Linked DNA regions of Mus musculus: all the other regions are linked to region 1. The links are chromatin contacts, called in public HiChIP or PLAC-seq and promoter capture Hi-C maps. All regions are on one chromosome and are shown on one strand. Each heading gives the region's core, a stretch centred on a gene start, on an enhancer-like site or on the middle of the called end of the contact. The rest is flanking DNA. Distances are from core to core; before and after follow the strand shown.

Region 1 (3,632 bases), core at 651-3,150:
GCCTCTGCCTCCCAAGTGCTGGAATTAAAGGCGTGCGCCACCACGCCCGGCTCTTCCAACTTTTAAGATGACATTTATACTTTAACAAAAATTTTAGAGCATTAAATTAAAATCAAAAGAATAAGAGGTGAGCCAGGCAGTGGTGGTTAACACCTTTAATCTCAGTGTTCAGGAGGCAGAGGTTGGAGGACCTTTGAGTTTGAGGCCAGACTGTGTGCAGAGTGAGTTCCAGGATAGCGAAGGCTACACAGAGAAACCCTGTCTCCAAAAACCAAAAAAATGAGGACTGGTGAGATGGCTCAGCAGTTAAGAGCACTGACTGCTCTTCCAGAGGTCCTGAGTTCAATTCCTACCAACCACATGGTAGCTCATAACCATCTGTAAAGAGATCTGAGGCCCTCTTCTGGTGTGTCTGAAGACAGCTACAGCGTTTTCATATAAGTAAAATAAATAAATAAATAAATAAATCTTTAAAAACAAGCAAATATTATGAGATGAGCAGCGACAGTCCCCACTAGGACTATTGTTTTTATTTTTTATTTTGCTCTTCTTTCTCTGTCACATAGACAAGTGGCTCACCCAATATGGGACATATATATATATTTTATTATTATTATTATTATTATTATTATTATTATTATTATTATTATTATTATATGTAAGTACACTGTAGCTGTCTTCAGACACTCCAGAAGAGGGCGTCAGATCTTGTTACAGATGGTTGTGAGCCACCATGTGGTTGCTGGGATTTGAACTCTGGACCTTCGGAAGAACAGTCGGGTGCTTTTACCCACTGAGCCATCTCACCAGCCCCGGACAGAGATTTTTGAGGAAACTTAAAAACAAGCATGGTTCTAGCGCAATCCATGGAATAGTTTAGAATACCTGGTATGCCTGGTGCAGGAGGCCGGAAGAGGTCGTGCCCTTAATCTCCTTTGACATTCATCTGGTAATGACATTAGCGTGTTGAGTGGACTAGTTTTTTAGTGTGTTCCAACATCATGTATCAGTCCTTGGGTACTCAACAATTCCTTGCAGAGTCCCACTGTAGTGAAGTGGTGTAGTGAGGTGCAGAAGAGACACAGAAAATAAGAAAAGTCTCCTGCCCATAAGCCAAAGGTGTAGGATAAAGGCTGTGGGTGGCGACCCTTTCTAGTGTTATATAGTGGCGTTGTCCTAGGCTAGAGCATAAAACAGCACTGTGCTAGCATAAAACAGCACTGTGCTAGTATGTGGCAATGGGAGTAAATTCTGAGAAACTTAAACAAGTGAAGGCTCTGAGATGGAAATGGAGCATTTCTAGTTTCTGGCTCCACTGTTTACCCAACTTGTGCTAAGGCTTTGTAAATCTTAAGGAGCCCCCTGGCGGCCACTGGGAACCCGTAGATATTCATTGTACGGATGAGGAAGCCGAGATGCAGAAAGGTGAGGAATTCAAAGGCTCACAGAGTAGGTGACACATTTTTATTTCCGCAAATCCTCCACAAATAACCGCCCACCAAATGTGAGTGCCACGTCGGTCCTTCAAGTCTCCGGGAATAAAAACCTCACCTAAGCAAGGCGGCCAACTTCTGTAGAGCCCGTGCCGTAGCGGAAGCTGCAGATGCATTGTGGAAAGCCTTTAAATTGTTCACAAGCGGCCGAGTTCGAGACCCTACAGCCTAACTGAAAAGGGTTGGATCCAGACGGGTGTCAGACTCTAGAGACCTTAGAAGGGATGGGAAGAAAACTGGAGGGTTTTTTGCCGGAATCCTGGCTAGCAAGACCTTTTCCCAGACGCTCACATTCGCTAAGGAATCTCAGGCTGCCTGAGTCCTCCTGCGGGAGCGAGAGTCCGTCTCTATGATACAAGAGACGTCGAGGCGGGCCTCTCTACCCCGCCCGGTGAGGCTGCGCAAGCGCAGTAGCTGAAGCACCGGAAAGATGGCGGAGGAAGGGTGAGTGTGTCTTCGGATCTCTCTATGGGGCTTTGAGGATCCGATGCCATCCTTTCTGTTTGTACTCTGGTGATACAAAAGGAAGCTGTGGGCTGTGGAGAGAAAAGAAAAAGGCTCCATAGTATGAAGTCAAGGTGGGGGCTGAGATGCTGTAGGGCTCCGCGACCAGGGATCGGGACGACTTTGGAAGCAGCGAGAAGAGGAACTGAGGTTCGGAGGGGCGAGTGGCTGCGTAGCGCCAGAGTTGAGTTCGCTCAGCTTGGCTGTCATGTCTTTCACAGTTTGGTACACACGTACAGTGTATTTTGATCGTATCACCTCCCCATCATCTCTTATTCCCCTGCGTCTTCCACCAAGCTCTTTCCCCCCAATTCCCCCTCCTGCTTTCATGTGCCCCCCCCCCCCACCTCATCCTAGCTCGACTTAATCATTACTCTTCTTGATGGATCTGTGATAGCCCCTTTCTGGATTTTACTAGAATTTCCTTGCCGCTAGTGACAGGTCATAGCCTACAGTTGTTAAAGCTCCACGGACCAAAACGAACCCAGAGAGCAAAGGTTTTTCCTGATTTTTAAAGGCTCTCGGGACGAGTGAGCATTACAGGAGCACGGCGAAGACTCATCAGAAACTTTAGGTCCCGGGAAGACCAGGATCTCGAATTGGTTTGGAAAGCCACCAAATGTTGGTTTGGCAATTTTCATTAATGTCAAATTTGTTCCTTTATCAGGGAAAGAAAAAAAATTCCTTTGGTTCCAGAAAATCTTCTGAAAAAGAGGAAGGCTTATCAAGCCCTCAAAGCCACTCAGGCAAAGCAGGCACTTTTGGCAAAGAGAGAGGTAATTCTGAGAGGGGGGGGGTTAGGATTTGTAGTGGACGGATTTTACTAAACGGTGTTCGTTGAACTAGATTTGTTATCAGATCCCTCACAGGTTTCTCCCTCATAGTCCTCCATTTAGCAAAGATTTACCCACCATCTTTCTGTGAGCAAAATGTTAGACCAGCCTTTAAGGGAAAAGTGAAGACATTTTCTGAATTCAAATTTAGTGGTAAAACCAAATTTGGCAGGGAAAAAAATAGATTATTTTAAAAATGTTTTGTTGGGGTTGGTTTGTTTCTTAGATGGGGTCTGTACATATGGTCTGGAATACTGTATGACCAGGCTGGCCTCAAACTAACAGATCAGCCTACTTAGGCCTCTAGAATGCTGCGATTAAATTGCTATCTGTGGCACACTTTTCAGCATTCTAGAAGGTTGAGACAGGAAAATGGAGAGTTTGGCTATATAAAGAGAACCTGTCTCAAACCAAAAGTATCCAACAATTTTAAAAGTTTATTTAGAATCACGTGTGGGCTGGAGAGATGGCTCAGCCCTTAAGAGCACTGACTGCTCTTCGGAAGGTCCTGAGTTCAAATCCCAGCAACCACATGGTAGCTCACAACCACCTATAATGAGATCTGACTCCCTCTTCAGGTGTGTGTAAAGACAGCTGCAGTGTACTTACATATAATAATAAATAAATCTTTGGGGGGAGGGTATAGGGAACTTTCGGGATAGTATTTGAAATGTAAATAAAGAAAATATCTAATTAAAAAAAAATTCCTGGTCATGGTGGCTCACCTTTAATCCCAGCACTCGGGAGGCAAAGGCAGGCGGATTTCTGAGTTCGAGGTCAGCCTGGTCTACAAAGTGAGTTC
Region 2 (3,632 bases), core at 730-3,229, 640 kb after region 1:
CATCATCATCCCCCTCCCACCCCCACCCCCACCTCCCACCCCCGCTTCCTGTACCTATACACTGTGTTTAAGGCTTACAAACAAGGCTGGGGTGGGTAGTACATGCTTTTTATCTAGCATTTGGGAGCCAGAGAGTGACTGATCTCTGTAAGTTCAAGGCCAGCTTAGTCAACAGAGTAAGTTCCAGGACAGCCAAGGCTATGTAGAGACCCTGCCTCAAAAAAGCACTTATACATATTATTTAATGCTAACTTATATGTATAGGTTACTACCCCATTATAAAGGTAAGGTTTGGCAAGGCTAGTTTGCTTAAGTTAGAGGTTCTTGTGAGTCACAACCCCGTTGGGGGTCAAACAACCCTTCCACAGGGGTCACCTAAGACTTGTAAAACACATTTATATTATGATTCATAATTAGCAAAGTTATAGTTATGAGGTAGCAATGAAATAATGTTATGGTTTGGGGGGGGGGGTCACCATAACAGGAGGAACCGTATTAAAGGGCTGTAGCACTAGGAAAGTTAGAAACCACTGGCTTCAATGGCAAAGCATGACTTGAAAGCTGTTCACTGCCTGCAGAAACTGCTCTTCCCTGTGTTCTAACGTTAGTGCGGTTTTTCTCTGGAATAGCCAGGATTTGCTCTGTCCCTAGTGGATGTGCTACCAAGCTCTGAGAAGGCCTTCTTCAGATTCTGGCTCCTGATGTGAACTCATTTCTGATGGGTAAATCCAGTATAGGGGAACGCAAGATGCTTGGGCTGTGTTCTGTGTGACCTCCCCTGAAGTGTATCCTGTCAGCCAAACTGTTGGTTGTTTTTGTGTCTGATATCGCTTTACAGAAGAATTAAGCCATATTACCAAAGCAGGGCATGATGGTGGAGGGCAGGACCTGATGTGTGTGTGTGGGGGGGGGGGGGGGCGGCATAAGTTTCTTTGAAATGACCGGCCAGGTCAGCTCTCTAATGCCCATTTAAAAAGCCTCGATGAACAATGCCCAGGCAATCAAAACATCAAAACAAAGTAATTATCTGAGCAAATTAGACACTTATTTCTCTCTGGGCTTGGCTTGGAGGCCCAGGGCATGTTGACTTCATGAGTCTTCCACAAAGGAATCCAGAAATAAGATCAGTCATTGACAAGGCCTGAAACAAGCCTTCAGAGGACCCCGGTGATTTTGACTTTGGAGACTCCAGAACAGCAGCGGATGTGATGTAGCAGTGGTTAGACTCGCCTGAGTTAGGCTAGCCTAGGGAATACAGAGCTGATCCTCTGTGGCTACTATTTGGGTCTGAACAGCTGTGGAGCCCAAAGTTATGTAGCTGACACACATGTAGTCTGTAAGTGGCTTTTTTTTTTTTTTTTTTTTTTTTTAAAGAGACTATGAAGCTCTACACACTTCAGTCGTGTGGCTAGCTGCGACCTTGTTATGTAGACCAGGTTGGCCCTGAACTCAAAAGAGTTCTTCCTCCTGAGGGCTGGCATTAAAGGTGTGGGCCACCACCCCTGGGAAACTGTCACCCTTTACATTCTTTTCCAAGGATTTCCCCGATTTGTCAGACTAGTCCTGGGAGTAAACAAAGAGCTCTCACGTGAAAACTGGAGGGGTCAGATTGGATAGAACCTATTTGGTGAAACCTGGCTTTGGGTGGGTTTAGGTGTCAGAAACTGCTTTTAGAGCCAAGGTATCAGATTCTTCATAAAATTCTCAGGCCAAGAAGTGATATTCCCAGGTTGAAATAATACAGCTAGTGGCCTTGTGGCTTTGTATTGGGTTTCTTCCCAAGTCCGTATGGGCAAAAATGGAGTACGTAATGTGGAGTGCACATATAGGGAAGCCGCGCTGGGATAACAGAATACATGAGTCTACACTGTACTGTGAAAGTCCGTGGCCCCCGGAAAGGGCGGGTTTGGCGAGATGGGCGGTCCGGTGGGTGGTATTTTGTTTCCTGCTAGCTTAAGGGGTGGGGCTCAGGGTCTCCATGGAGACAGCTTCTACCCGCCAGACTAGCTTGGAGGAGAACGGCTGGCCTGATGGACGCCGACAGCCTCTTGTTGTCTCTGGAGTTGGCGTCTGGCAGTGGGCAGGGACTCAGCCCTGACCGTCGGGCCTCACTGCTCACGTCCCTTATGCTGGTGAAGCGCGATTACCGCTTCGCGAGGGTCCTTTTCTGGGGCCGCATCCTTGGCCTTGTGGCGGATTACTACATCGCACAGGGCTTGAGTGAGGACCAGCTCGCACCACGCAAGACGCTCTACAGGTGAGGCGACTCTGGCAGATAAGGCTGCAGGAGGATCCCGAAGGGTGTTGGGTGCAACTCCAGCTGGGGAAGGTGGGTGCGCCCAGGACCTACGCAGGAAGCACCTGTGGGTGGGGCTTGAGGAGGGAAATGAGGAGCTTGAGGACTGAGATGTCACGGAACTGTGAGGGTCCTGTGGATCCTGACAGGGTGGGAAAGTGGCCTGGGCAGGGTCCAAGGAGGCAGCATTGTCAGCCTGGATTTGCATGGGAAACTGGTCTAGATGGATTCGTTAGAGACAGAAGGCTAAATAAACTGAGCGGGCACAGAATGTAGAAGTCCCGGAGATGGCAACTGGTGTAGAATTCAGGTTCTAGCTGTGGACTGGATTTGGCTTGGAGAAGTCAGACGCTCTGAGATTTGTACTGAAGCTGTTTAGAAACGTCTCTGGGGAGTGTAGGCTCTGCAGTGGGAGGTGCTCTTTCCTGGAAGTGCAAGACTTGTAAAATGGGGAAAGAGCTGGGGGCAATTCTGCAGTGTAAGCCTCCCAACCTCTTTCGGGGTTCCCTAGGATGCTAGGGGAGCCTATCATGCTATTAAAGCATCCAAGCAGGAGGTATCCGGGGACTTCATTTATCTACCCATGCATCAAACCAGTATTGAAGGAGGATCAGGGGTTCAAGGTCAGTCTCAAATACACAGGGGGTTTGAAGCCCCTCTGGGAATTTGGGGGCTGGAGACATGGCTTAAACCTTAAGAGCACTGGGTACTCTTCTGAACCACTGGGATTCAATCCGTAGCTGGGATTCAATCCGTAGCACGTACACGGAGTTCAGAACTATCTATAACTCCAGTTCTAGGGAACTTCTTAGGACACTGTACACAGCAGGTGCATGTACATACATATAGACAAAATACTCATACACATAAAAATATGTAAAGACCCTGTCTCAAAAAAAATTGCTAAAACTAAGGTATCCTAAAGCGATGCCAAGAGTCCCGGGCTTTTGGAGAAGAGCTAAGCTCGATCAGAGAGCAGCTGCTCCGGGTTCTGAAAGGTGGGCACTTCCCCACAGCTGCGAGCTGGAGAGACCCTCCTGCACTCTGACTGAAGGCTTTCCATGTTTAGGGAAGAGACCGGAAGTAAACTGGACAGAGGCAGCAACCGTCGATCGGGAGAAGTCAAGAGTTTGAGCTTTGTCCGTAGGCCACCAGGGAACACCTACGGGGTCATATCTGAGTGGGCAGATGATCTGAAGTATGGTGGGATGGGCACTTAGAGGTCTTTGTAGTGTCCAGAGGCAAGCGTCTGGAAGGGGGAACTGGCTGAGGGAATGGAGGGGGGGGGGATTTAGGAGAGAGACTGACAGGCTAGACGGAGGTGGCGGAGAGTTCG
Region 3 (3,632 bases), core at 452-2,951, 520 kb after region 1:
CTTAGAACGCCTCTCGTTAGTTTATTTTCTGTGTGAGGAAGTGGGTAGGCACGGGTTGCATGTGCCATAGTGCCACTGTAGAGAAAGGGATGGCGGGGGGGTTCAGTTGTCTCCTAATGTAGGATCTGCTCCTAAGGTGGTCAGGAGCAGGAGGTGCCTAACCCACCGAGCCATCTCAGTGGCCCTTCCAAGGCTCGAGACTACACCTCTGAGCCTGTCTCTGCTTCTCTCAGCAGGAGACGAGCCCATACCTTCCAGGATGAGCAGTGCTGCCCCTGCTAAGAAACCTTACCGTAAGGCGCCTCCAGAGCACCGAGAGCTACGCCTGGAGATTCCCGTGTCCCGGCTCGAGCAAGAGGTCAGCAAGGCTGGGGTCTGGCCCTGGCTGGCAGAAGCAGGCCCCTGAAGGTGTCTGTCAGCTGGCCTCTCAGGCCTGAGGTGCTGGGCATGGGTTAAGGCGAGAGACTCACATTGCTGATAGAGCTGTAGTTGTGCTTGGGGGTGGGGGTGGGGGGCTGTGTGTATGTGTTCACACGTCAGGGAGCATTAGTCTTTGCAGCTCAACAGAACTGTCACAGCCAGTCCCAGGTGCTGGTGGAGGAAAGGCGTCCAGCTTTGGCCTCTAAGGAGGCAGTGCTCTAACTGCTGCCCACCGCAGCTGCGCGTCTCTGTGCGCCCTTCCACCAGCTTGCTTTTGTTTAGCTACCTTGATAACTTCACACTCTGTCAAGAACCATGCTAGGCTTGCTCTCAGACGGCCTGTGGGCCACTGCCAGACACTCTAGCTTGGCTCTCAAGACTGGGCGGTTAATCAGCTTGTTCCTAGCGCCGTCCCCCTCCCTGTGCACAGAGTGGTCTCAGCTGTTGAGGATCAGGGCTATTAGTGAGGGAACAGAGGTTCCATGAGATGGAGCCTTCACTGTGTATTGTTGAGTAGGGTCAGATCCAGTGATCAGGCTCTAGAGTCTGATCTGAGCCATTTGCCTCTGTGCTTCTTCATGACCTGCGCTAGACATCCAAAGTCATTGGGGCAGGGGATCAATGCAAGACACAAAATGGTTTAGTGGTACAAAGTTATATTGGAAGATGGAGGCAGGAAGCTGTAGTTACTTGGTGGGTTTGAATTCAACCTAGACTGTCTGAGAACAAGCACTCACTCACCATCCACAAAGCCCTTTAGCATCTTGTTCCCTAGAGGCCCTCCAGCCATTCAGGTTGGCTCCTCAGTCTCCGAGGTCCTCTGGAGGGCCTGAGAGGCCTCCGTCAAAACTCGGAACTTTCAGTTTGGCTTGACTCCCTCACTTCCTTGGAAAATCTGTGCCATGCTTGTAAGGAGCTTGACCGACAGCTAGGTGCTTTATCCTGGGGGATAGGTGACATGGGTACCTGATCCCCTTTGAAGATGGCTTTAGGATTAAGGGTAGATGTTGGAAGGGTCTAGAATTTTCTGGTTGACAGGGGAAAGGGTACTGTAAGCTTACCAGATGTTTCTAGATTTCATCCATTTCTGGAGGGCCTGTCACTTTCCGTGACGTGGCCTTTTCCAGGGCTCTGAGCCAACCAGGAGGCCAGTGCTCTGGAGCTGAGTCCCAGGCTTCCCCTCTTTTTTTGTCCAGGAGTCCCTGACTGACGCAGAGCGGATGAAGTGAGTATTGGCTGCCCGTCCCTGGACTGTGTGCTGTGCCCTTTCAATCCCTGCTGGGCTCTGGGGACTCCCAGGCTCCTCCTCACATCTGGCCTTCCAGCTTCTAACATTGTGGCATAGTGCTGTGACCTGCAGTTAGAACCATACACTGGAATTACAAACAATTACAAGCAATTTGCAGGACAGTGTTCCTTTTAACTGAGTTTGTGGGGTTTGTGTTGGCCACGGGCATCCCGTGGACTCCTCATGGTCAGCAGAGGTAAAGCTTGGGGGTGGGGCTCTTTAGGGCTCATGTCAGGGAAAGGGGTTTTATTTGCTCCATGAACTGAGGGCCCACCCTTACAAAGAGTCCTTGCCCAGCTGCTGGCTCCAGAAAACAGTGACCAGCCTGTGCCAGCGTCTGCATGCCCTTTCTGTCAGGCATGTGAGGCCTCCTGGAGGACAGCAGTGCTGTCCTGGATTCCCAAGAGATTAATAATGGAGAAGGCTGATTGTGAGGGGAAACAGGAGCTGTAGGGCTTAGTGCCTGCTGGCCTGGGTGGTAACCGGAGACAGTCGGGAGCTATCGCCTTTGATTCTGACCCAGTGCGTTTCTATACTGGGGAGGGGCCATCTGGACTATTGTGCGTCATACACTCGGTCCCGTCTCCATCTTAGGCTGTTCTCGAGGCCAGAGGGCCTGTATATTGCGTCTCCTTACCTAGACTGAGCCTAAAGGGACCCACTTGCCTGTCTGCTCCTTTCTCACTCTTGTCTGCTGCCCTAGGGTTAGCTGTTTTTGATGGTTCCATCCCCCACCTCCCCACCCTCCAACCCCCCAGACTTTTGCAGCAGGAGAATGAAGAACTTCGCAAACGCCTGGCCTCAGCTACCAGACGCACTGAGGCCTTGGAGCGGGAGCTGGAAATAGGACAAGACTGCCTAGAACTGGAGTTAGGACAGAGCCGTGAGGAGCTGGACAAGTTTAAGGACAAATTCCGCAGGTGCGGAACAAGGGGCCAATCGTCTCCCATCCGTGGGAGCACCTTCCTGTCCATACGTTAGCTGAAGAGCCTCAGGTCCCCCTGACTTTATTTAGTAACCCAGATCTTGGAAGGAGAGGGAAGTTCCTAGACTCCCATGTGGAGGAGGGTTGGTGGGGCCTGAGGAACAGGCCTTAACCAGGGCTCTGCCTTTCTCTGCCTTGTTGGCATGTGTAGGCTACAGAACAGCTACACGGCATCCCAGCGGACCAACCAGGAACTGGAGGACAAGCTGCACGCACTGGTACTGTGCTGGGAGGGTGGTGTGGCCACAACATAGCGCGGGCTAGGACTTCCGGGGGGGATGCCACTCACCCTGGGGCCTGGGGAGGAGAGGGAAGGCAGGGCAGTGGTGGGGAGGGCGCGGTGTGCTGCGCCAGGCGGGACAGCCCTAATGCTCACACTGTCTCTCTTCTCTCTCCGTCTCCCTCCCTCATGCTGCCACCGCTGCTGCTGCACTCTCCTCTCAGGCCTCTCTTAGCCACAGCTGGATTTTTGCAGTTGCGTCTGAGTTTGTGTGTTTTCCCTGGTCCTGGCCTCCTTGGTCCATGTCAGGGATTGTGGGGACCCTGGCCATTTCCCTCTGCCCCTTGACCACACCCTCTCTTTTCCTGTCATGTGAGACCCAGAGTGCCTCCCTCCTGGGAAAGGGCTAGGGCTGAGGTTCTGCTCATGGCTCTGGCAGAGGCACTGAGTGATAGCCCTCAGCAGTCCCAGCCTTGGCTGCGGTGGCAGCAGCCCAGGCTATAGGTACATGTTACGAGACTGGAAGATCAGGTCTGCTTTCCATCTGCAGCTCTTCCCTGCCCAGCCAGCTAATGTCATGGGCACCCCCCTCTTAGCCTGACCCTGGAAACAGCTGCTCACACAAGCTCGGCCTGCCTGTAGGATGTCAGTGTCTTTCTTGCCTGGTGCCTAGAGTCCCTCGGGCTCCCTGAGGATGGGTGGTTCTTAGACTGCCTCTG

What was found. Promoter capture Hi-C pulls out the DNA fragments that hold promoters and counts their contacts. HiChIP or PLAC-seq counts read pairs in DNA pulled down with a chosen protein or histone mark.
Region 2: an H3K4me3 HiChIP or PLAC-seq map of bone marrow-derived macrophages shows a contact between it and region 1, with 2.4 times the contacts expected there. The contact joins the promoter of Rsph9 here to the promoter of Rpl7l1 in region 1. A contact is called at or near these places in 1 of 39 promoter capture datasets (the C10 cell line), 2 of 115 datasets of contacts at active chromatin or transcription factors (bone marrow-derived macrophages and pancreatic cancer cells) and 1 of 9 other capture datasets (pancreatic islet).
Region 3: a promoter capture Hi-C map of 3T3-L1-derived adipocytes shows a contact between it and region 1, with 2.7 times the contacts expected there. The contact joins the enhancer-like site here to the promoter of Rpl7l1 in region 1. A contact is called at or near these places in 3 of 39 promoter capture datasets (3T3-L1-derived adipocytes, hippocampal neurons and liver), 3 of 115 datasets of contacts at active chromatin or transcription factors (astrocytes, memory CD8 T cells and pancreatic cancer cells) and 2 of 9 other capture datasets (embryonic stem cells and macrophages).

The regions. Positions count from the first base shown.
Region 1 is chr17:46,780,924-46,784,555 of GRCm38.p6, reverse strand. Rpl7l1 (ribosomal protein L7-like 1) reads left to right here and starts at 1,900. Exons shown (of 7, transcript NM_025433.3): 1 at 1,900-1,937; 2 at 2,665-2,773. The coding sequence starts at 1,924.
Region 2 is chr17:46,142,547-46,146,178 of GRCm38.p6, reverse strand. Rsph9 (radial spoke head 9 homolog (Chlamydomonas)) reads left to right here and starts at 1,979. Exons shown (of 5, transcript NM_029338.4): 1 at 1,979-2,257. The coding sequence starts at 2,031.
Region 3 is chr17:46,260,415-46,264,046 of GRCm38.p6, reverse strand. It overlaps Tjap1 (tight junction associated protein 1), which reads left to right. Exons shown (of 10, transcript NM_001252474.1): 4 at 237-358; 5 at 1,617-1,645; 6 at 2,467-2,628; 7 at 2,845-2,911. The coding sequence starts at 260. Among named protein-coding and RNA genes, the nearest start is that of Lrrc73, 8.1 kb to the right of the region's middle. Within about 2 kb of position 1,701, at least 9 of the 459 cell types and tissues checked have an H3K27ac peak or open chromatin away from gene starts, as enhancers often do. A contact at or near this core is called in 3T3-L1-derived adipocytes, where this site is marked.